Linked DNA regions of Mus musculus: region 2 is linked to region 1. A link is a contact called in public HiCAR-type data. All regions are on one chromosome and are shown on one strand. The core of a region is the stretch at or near the end of the contact, and the rest is flanking DNA. Distances in the headings are between cores, read along the strand shown.

Region 1 (3,197 bases), core at 296-2,795:
TTCATAGAAATGCAGTTTGTAAGAATATAAACATCAAATCAAAGATCAATATATTCCATCGAAACCTTTCACTTAACAAAGTAACAGAACAATAGTTGGTGACCAAAATTGGAAAGGCAAAAGTTCTTATTCTTGGATTTCTAAACTGCTTGTCTGTGGATGCCAAAGGGGAAGCTAAAAACTAGGAATACTGATTACTTGAGCATTAAGTATGTCCTTCTTAACTTCTCTTTTATGCTACATTCCCTAGGTCCAAAAAAAGGGAGCATTTAAAATCCTCGGCGGTAAATACTGTAGAAGCAGGTCTGATCAACAAGGCATTTGCCACAATGATAATAGTATTACAAGCATCCTCAATCAATAAGTTTTCTTTCTGTAGTTAACAGAGAGGCAAGCCATAAATCTCTAACTTAATCCAGCCAACATAACTGCAAAATGCAAAAAGCTCTGAGAACGGCAGATAATAAATTTTTAAAAGCATAAAACCACAAATAAGCAGACCCAAAGCTTCCCTCTGATAGTCCACACAACAAGATTATAGGAGATAAAAGGGGGTGCTGGAAAAAAAAAACAAACAAACAGAAAACCAGCCCCAGACATGCATTAAGCTAGTTTGACAGCTCCATTGTTCCACCGGTCCCATTGTCAGACCCAAAGATGTATTCAGTGCTACAATGTCTGCTAGCAAATAAACAAAAGACTGCATTTTTAAAAGCAGGATGCCAATTCTATCATAATTCTCTCTCCGCTTCCCAAAAGGTCAGCTGTGTCTCCTTCTCGGTCTATGATAGAACCCCACCACCCATGCAGGAAGCAGGTATCTGCTTTCCCGCACAAGAGGACCCAGGACGCCATGCATGAACAGAGGTCTCCAAACAGGTACACATTTTGGCAAGCAGGATAAAGTGATCCAAACCTGATAACACGAGAGGACTATTTAGGTGTCTAAGTCCAGATTAGAGTGGTATTTGGAACGCAAGTCTAATATGGAGTCTCCTCAGCTCCTTTTTCGATGATTATTCCATGCAGAGTGCATAATAATGAAAGAGGCTTAGACATTGCAAAGGAAAAGACGAACCAACAGCCAGATTCGGAACCCTTAAAACATCCACTGGCTGCTCATAGGTAGCGGGGAGCAAATGCATGGTCTGCTTTCAAAAGACAACTAGTACACACACAACTCCCTCACAGCAGTCCTTCTCCTTTCTCTCCCTGGCTTGCTCGCTCTCCCTCCCAATCTCTTGGTCTCAATTTCATTTCCCTCTCTCTGTTTAGATTCTTTTTTCTCTCTCTTTCTCTTCTAAGATAAGGAAGCTGCTTGATTCAGGGCAAGATTGGCGTCTCCACCAGCTCTCAAAACTAGAAAAGCCTATGTTAAAAACAAAGGACCCAACAACATACCTTAAAAGCAGCTCCTCATTTCTCATAGTAACAGCGGATTTGGGACAGCGCATGCTTTCTACACTGATAGTCTCAACAAAAGCCAGTTCAGAAGTGCGCTCAAACATCAATGCCACAGTCGCTATTCACTAATGCGCCCCCTCTCCTCTCTCTCTCTCTCTCTCTCTCTCTCTCTCTCTCTCTCTCTCTCTCTCTCTCTCTCTCTCCCTCTCTCCTCTCAAATGCTGAATAGTACAGAAAAGGGCTCCTGCAGACTCACTGGGAAGAAATAATCCTCTCCGACAAGTTATGTTATCTAGGCATGTTTTTGCACTGGTGTGCTGTGTCTTCTAGAGAGAGCTTGTTTGCATGCACTCAAGCCTGGCATTGGATCTCCTAATTACCATCTTAAAAACTGGGAAGATTTTAAGCAACTCAGTGACATGTGATTTCATATATATATATATGTGTGTGTGTGTGTGTGTGTGTGTGTGTGTGTGTGTGTGTGTGTGTATGTTAGCAAAACCAATCTCACAGCACAGTTCACTATCAACTATCAGCAGAGCATCCCAGAGGACTGAGATTTGAACAGGTCAGTGTGCTCAAAAGGATTTTTGCCTCTCTTTTCTGGGACACTGCATTCACAGTTGGATTCATCTGTTCCTCTCCTCTTGTCCTTAGAAAGAGTGACAAGGTCAAGACCCTCAGCCTCACCCTGGACCATAGATGCAGAGAACAGAGGCTAAGAAACTGGGAAGTGTTTTAACTCTCTGTATGCCAGAGTTCTTATAAATTAAGAGCTTCATTCACCAGAATCCAGGCATCAAAGCCAGCAGGCAACACAAAGATTGTTTGGTCGCACTGAATGCGTAATTGACAGATACAGCAGCTTCATTCCTGAAAGGCTAATGAGTGGCTTTTTTTCCCCAAAACAAGAAAATTTGCTACTCTGCTTCACTATATTCTTGAGCCTTTGAACATAAAGTGGACCAGAGAAAATACACATTCCCCTTTCTGTTTCTTTGAGTAGGAATCATTCCATAAATAACTAGGAAGTCAAACAGTAAGTTAAGCACACACACACACACACACACACACACACACACACACACACACAGAGAGAGAGAGAGAGAGAGAGAGAGAGAGAGAGAGAGAGAGAGAGAGAACTCTATGGACTGCACACATAGTCATCCAAAAGGGCAAGTTCGGACGTCACTCCAGGGGATGCACACTGACCTTGGAAGTTGGGAAAACCCTCACTTTCTATGGAATAACCTAGAACATTTCAAAACAGACCTGAGTCAACAAAGACTGGTGTGAATCCTGAATGCTCACCCCATCCTATATCGGCACAAAGTGTATCTTTCCTAGTAAAATTCTGGACTTGAAATATAACCGGGACTAAGAGTGAAGAAAATGATGGTGGGTTTTGTTCTCCCCCATATTTGAGGACCTTAAATAATATACCCAGTATCTTGTAAGATCTCTGACTTTTGAACTTGGTCTTATCCACAGTCGGGAGATCTGGGGAGAGTGTAGAGGGAAGAGTTCCTCAGGCTCTGCTACACAACATTCCTGACTGGTGCATCCTAGACTATGGAAACAAAGAAAGGATAGACAACTGCCATTCCCATTTCTACACATCACTAAGACATGGCAAACCACTTGACAAAGATCAAGTCCCAAAACAAGAGCCTCATCTTAAGGACAACTCCATCATCCCAGGTCTTTGCTTCATTACACGATATGAAAATCACCAAGTGAACATATGAGAAGGAATGACCTTGCCAGGGAAGGCTACTGTATGAAATGCAACA
Region 2 (3,337 bases), core at 295-2,794, 3.0 Mb after region 1:
GCAGTCGCCCCGCCCCACGGGCTCCAACCTCTGCGGCCCTGTTCCGTCCTTTGAGTCACTGCATCCCCTAGTGGCGTTGAGGTTTCTGCAGCCTGGGTCCAGAAAACACTGCCCGGATGAGCAAGGTCCGAAAGAGACTTCGGGTGCACCCCAGGGCAGTGTAAGAGGTGTTCCCATTCCACCCTCCAGGGCAGAGAGCTTGGCTTTAGAGGGTTACTGGAACTGAAGGCGTCATCCCCTCTTCATTTCTTTACCCCATAATATTTCCCACTTATTCAAAACTTGGATTCCCGACAAGCCCTTTCTTAAAAGTTCCAAGTAACTTCTTCTATTCTACTGTGGAGAAAAGCCATCAATATCTACCTTGAAGCCAGTGGAGTGCGGGGAGAGGGAAGGTGCGTTCTTTTTACAATACAACCCTTGAAGAAGACAAAATTTATTTAGAAATGTGCCCTGCGGGCTTGGGTTTGGAGCTTCTCCTGACACCCCCCCCCCTTTTACATCTGATCTTTGACTGAAATCAAGGCTGAATTTCTAAATACAAATTACGAAGATACCTTTTTTTTAAAAACGAGTCTTCCCTCCCTTCTGAGTTCACCCTGCACCCCTTGGTCCCACGTTTATGAGGGCGGCCCAGTCTTAGAATATCGATTTTTTTACTTTCACTCTTTGACCAACCCATCTCTCCTGGGCCAATCAAGCTGCCAGCATCTCTTCCAGCTCACGGCGCTCTCAAAACCTTTTAATTATTTAGTTGCTGTCTAACATTCACCGGAAACCATTCCATAAACAAGCAGAGAAGACCGCACACACATTTTTGCTAAAAGGCCCGGGATTAAGATCTAGAATGAGAGTTTAAAAGGGAAAAATACTATTGCTGTATCACTCATGAGTTGTATAAGGCATCAGTCAGCCAGTCCCTAGTTCACAGCTTCGAGAAAAGTCTCGAGTAAGCATATCTCTTTGGTCCCGGGCACCGAGATGTAGATGATAATAATAATAATTTTTTTAATGCGCAAAAGAAATCCTTCTGGAGACAAGAAAGAAAGCTGCTGACGCCAAGAACTGAACATGTTAGTCTATACGGCTTAGAACGTATTTTTAAAGACTGAAAAAGAATATACTTCTGAAAAGGATGGCTTCCCTAGTAGGGGCGCCTCTCTAATAGATGTAGTAGTGGGGATGGAGAGGATTATTCGTCTTAATTCAATCACCAGAGGAGCTAGACTGGATGCAAAGACACTCCCCTCCCTTGGAAAAACAAAATATCTAATAGGCCCCTCCAGGTCTGAGGTAGTTTAGGGTTGGCAGAGAGGGGTAGGGGGCCTGAGGCTAGGCGCCCCGGGCACTGGATCCAGCCTGTAGGGGGTATTTAACATGTAATTCCCAGCCGGTCCGCCCCTGTTCCCGGACTGACAGTGGGTAATTGGGAAAGAGGACGTTGCTCTTTTGATGGCCCGCGCCGGCCAGTCTCGCCGACGCCACACTGGGTTTGACGTCACGGGCCGGCCCCAGAGTCAGAAACACAGAGCAGGGGAGGGGGAGGGAAAAAGAGAGGAGGGGGATACCGGAGAGGGAGGGCCGAGGTCGGCTCCGAGACCCACCGGGAAGAAGGGGGAAGGGATCGAGTCCGGAGAGGCTGCGGCGCGTGGCCTGAGGCGGAGAGCTGGACTCCGGGGGTCTGGGCCAGGACAGGCGCCGGTCTGACCCGCCTTGCTCGCAAATGCAGGCCGGGCTTCCTCTTCCCTTGGCGGGTGGTGGGGGAGGGGAGGGGGCTTGAGGCCGGAGGGAAAGGTGGTCCCAATCCTTCAGTTCCAGAGAGCTACAAAGCTGATCCGGGCCTCGTTAAGGGACGTCTGGGTGCCCCCTTAAAGACCTGGGGTGCCACCACCACCACAACCCCAAGGCACACCGGGTCTGGCTCGGTGTACCGCATTCCCCTTCTTCCCCTGGAGCATCTGGCGGAGCTGGGGGAAAGGCAAGAGAAAGCCATCAAGGAGAATGCTGTTGCCGCTGCTGCCTGGAGTCTTTGGCTCCTGCAGTTCATGAGGCCTCTCTCTATAGGGTAAGGGGCTGACGAACGCTACGGTTCCCTGGGGACTCAGCATCTGGAGCGGAGCAGGCAAAGGCTCAGCTAGAACCGGGATCTGGGGCTGTTGTACTTGGATAGCCGGAGTCAATTTGGCCTATCTGAAAACCCAGGCCTTGAGGCTGCTGCTGGAGGCGTCAAGTTGAGCAGGGTATGTGTGCCCTCTTGGGGAAAGGGTAAGAAATGGATCTGACTTACTCTATGCGTGGAGTAAGCTGAGACACCCCTCACCCCCCTACACACACACACACACACACACACACACACACACACACACTTGCCCATCCTCAGGTCCCTCCCACTCGCCTTCACTAGGGCGACCCCATCCCTCTAGAAGTAGACACAACCGGTCCCCTTCAGAATTTGGAAGCCCTGATTGAAAAAAAAGGTTTAGCGAGTGATTGGGCCTCATCACTTGGGGCCATGGACCCAGAAGGTAGAAATCCACCCAGAGTCAACAACCCGAACCTGACTCCGAGAGAGACCAGGCGAGCTCCGCGGGGCCGAGATGCGAAAAGATGCTACTTTGGGGGTCGCGGGGGTGGGGGGGTTGTTGAGCGCAGCCCTCCAGAGAGTGACCTGCAAAGCCAAACCCCGGGGGTCGAAGTACTATAGTTACTAATCCTGGGCAGGGGTAGAAAGCGTGCCTCGGAATGCCTAGGGCTGTCATTTGAGCGTGTTTACTTAGGGACTTTGCACGCCGAGCGCAAGCGGAATAGTAGGATTCTCCTAGAGGCAGCAAATGTTTGCAGGCTGGAAAACGAAGCGGAGCGGGGCGTGCTGCCTTGTCCCTCCTCCCGGAGCCAAGGCGCCGGCCTGGGCGGATCTGATGGCGCGGTTACCGACTGAAGTGAAGCCCGGAACCTGAAGGGCTGGGAGGTCGGGGAGAAAGCAGAGCAGCACCGAAGGCCAGAAATTAAATTCACAGCCCGGGACCCCGACGACCCAAGGACTAGGGAAAAAGTCACTTCCCATTCCAGCTCGATCAATCTTCCTTCCATGCGATTGATTAATAGAAAACGAAGTGAAAAGACCGTGGTCGCTGTGCGTCTGGGAAGGAAGCGAAGGGCAGAGGTATCCAGGCCGGCGCCGGTACCCCCTTACCACCGGTTCACAACCCGGAGGTCTACATCGCCTCGGACTAGGGAAGCGGGGCGGTGGCGAGAACCCAGGGAGACCGCGCGGGACCTTTAATTGGGTGTATCCGTTTTAACAGTGGCCATTGTTGAAGCAATTAGCGAGAGACAA

Evidence for each region. HiCAR-type assays count read pairs that join an accessible place to other places.
Region 2: a contact with region 1 is called in a HiCAR-type map of astrocytes, with 4 times the contacts expected there. The contact joins the promoter of 4930412O13Rik here to the promoter of Celf2 in region 1. A contact is called at or near these places in 3 of 39 promoter capture datasets (cranial neural crest, embryonic stem cells and pre-B cells) and 2 of 115 datasets of contacts at active chromatin or transcription factors (astrocytes and embryonic stem cells).

What each region holds. Positions count from the first base shown.
Region 1 is chr2:6,883,451-6,886,647 of GRCm38.p6, forward strand. Celf2 (CUGBP, Elav-like family member 2) reads right to left here and starts at 1,546. Exons shown (of 14, transcript NM_001110228.1): 1 at 1,402-1,546. The coding sequence starts at 1,508.
Region 2 is chr2:9,879,702-9,883,038 of GRCm38.p6, forward strand. It overlaps 4930412O13Rik (RIKEN cDNA 4930412O13 gene), which reads left to right and starts at 1,545. Exons shown (of 5, transcript NR_024257.1): 1 at 1,545-1,978; 2 at 2,065-2,240; 3 at 2,842-3,163; 4 at 3,306-3,337. It also overlaps a transcript of Gata3 not described here.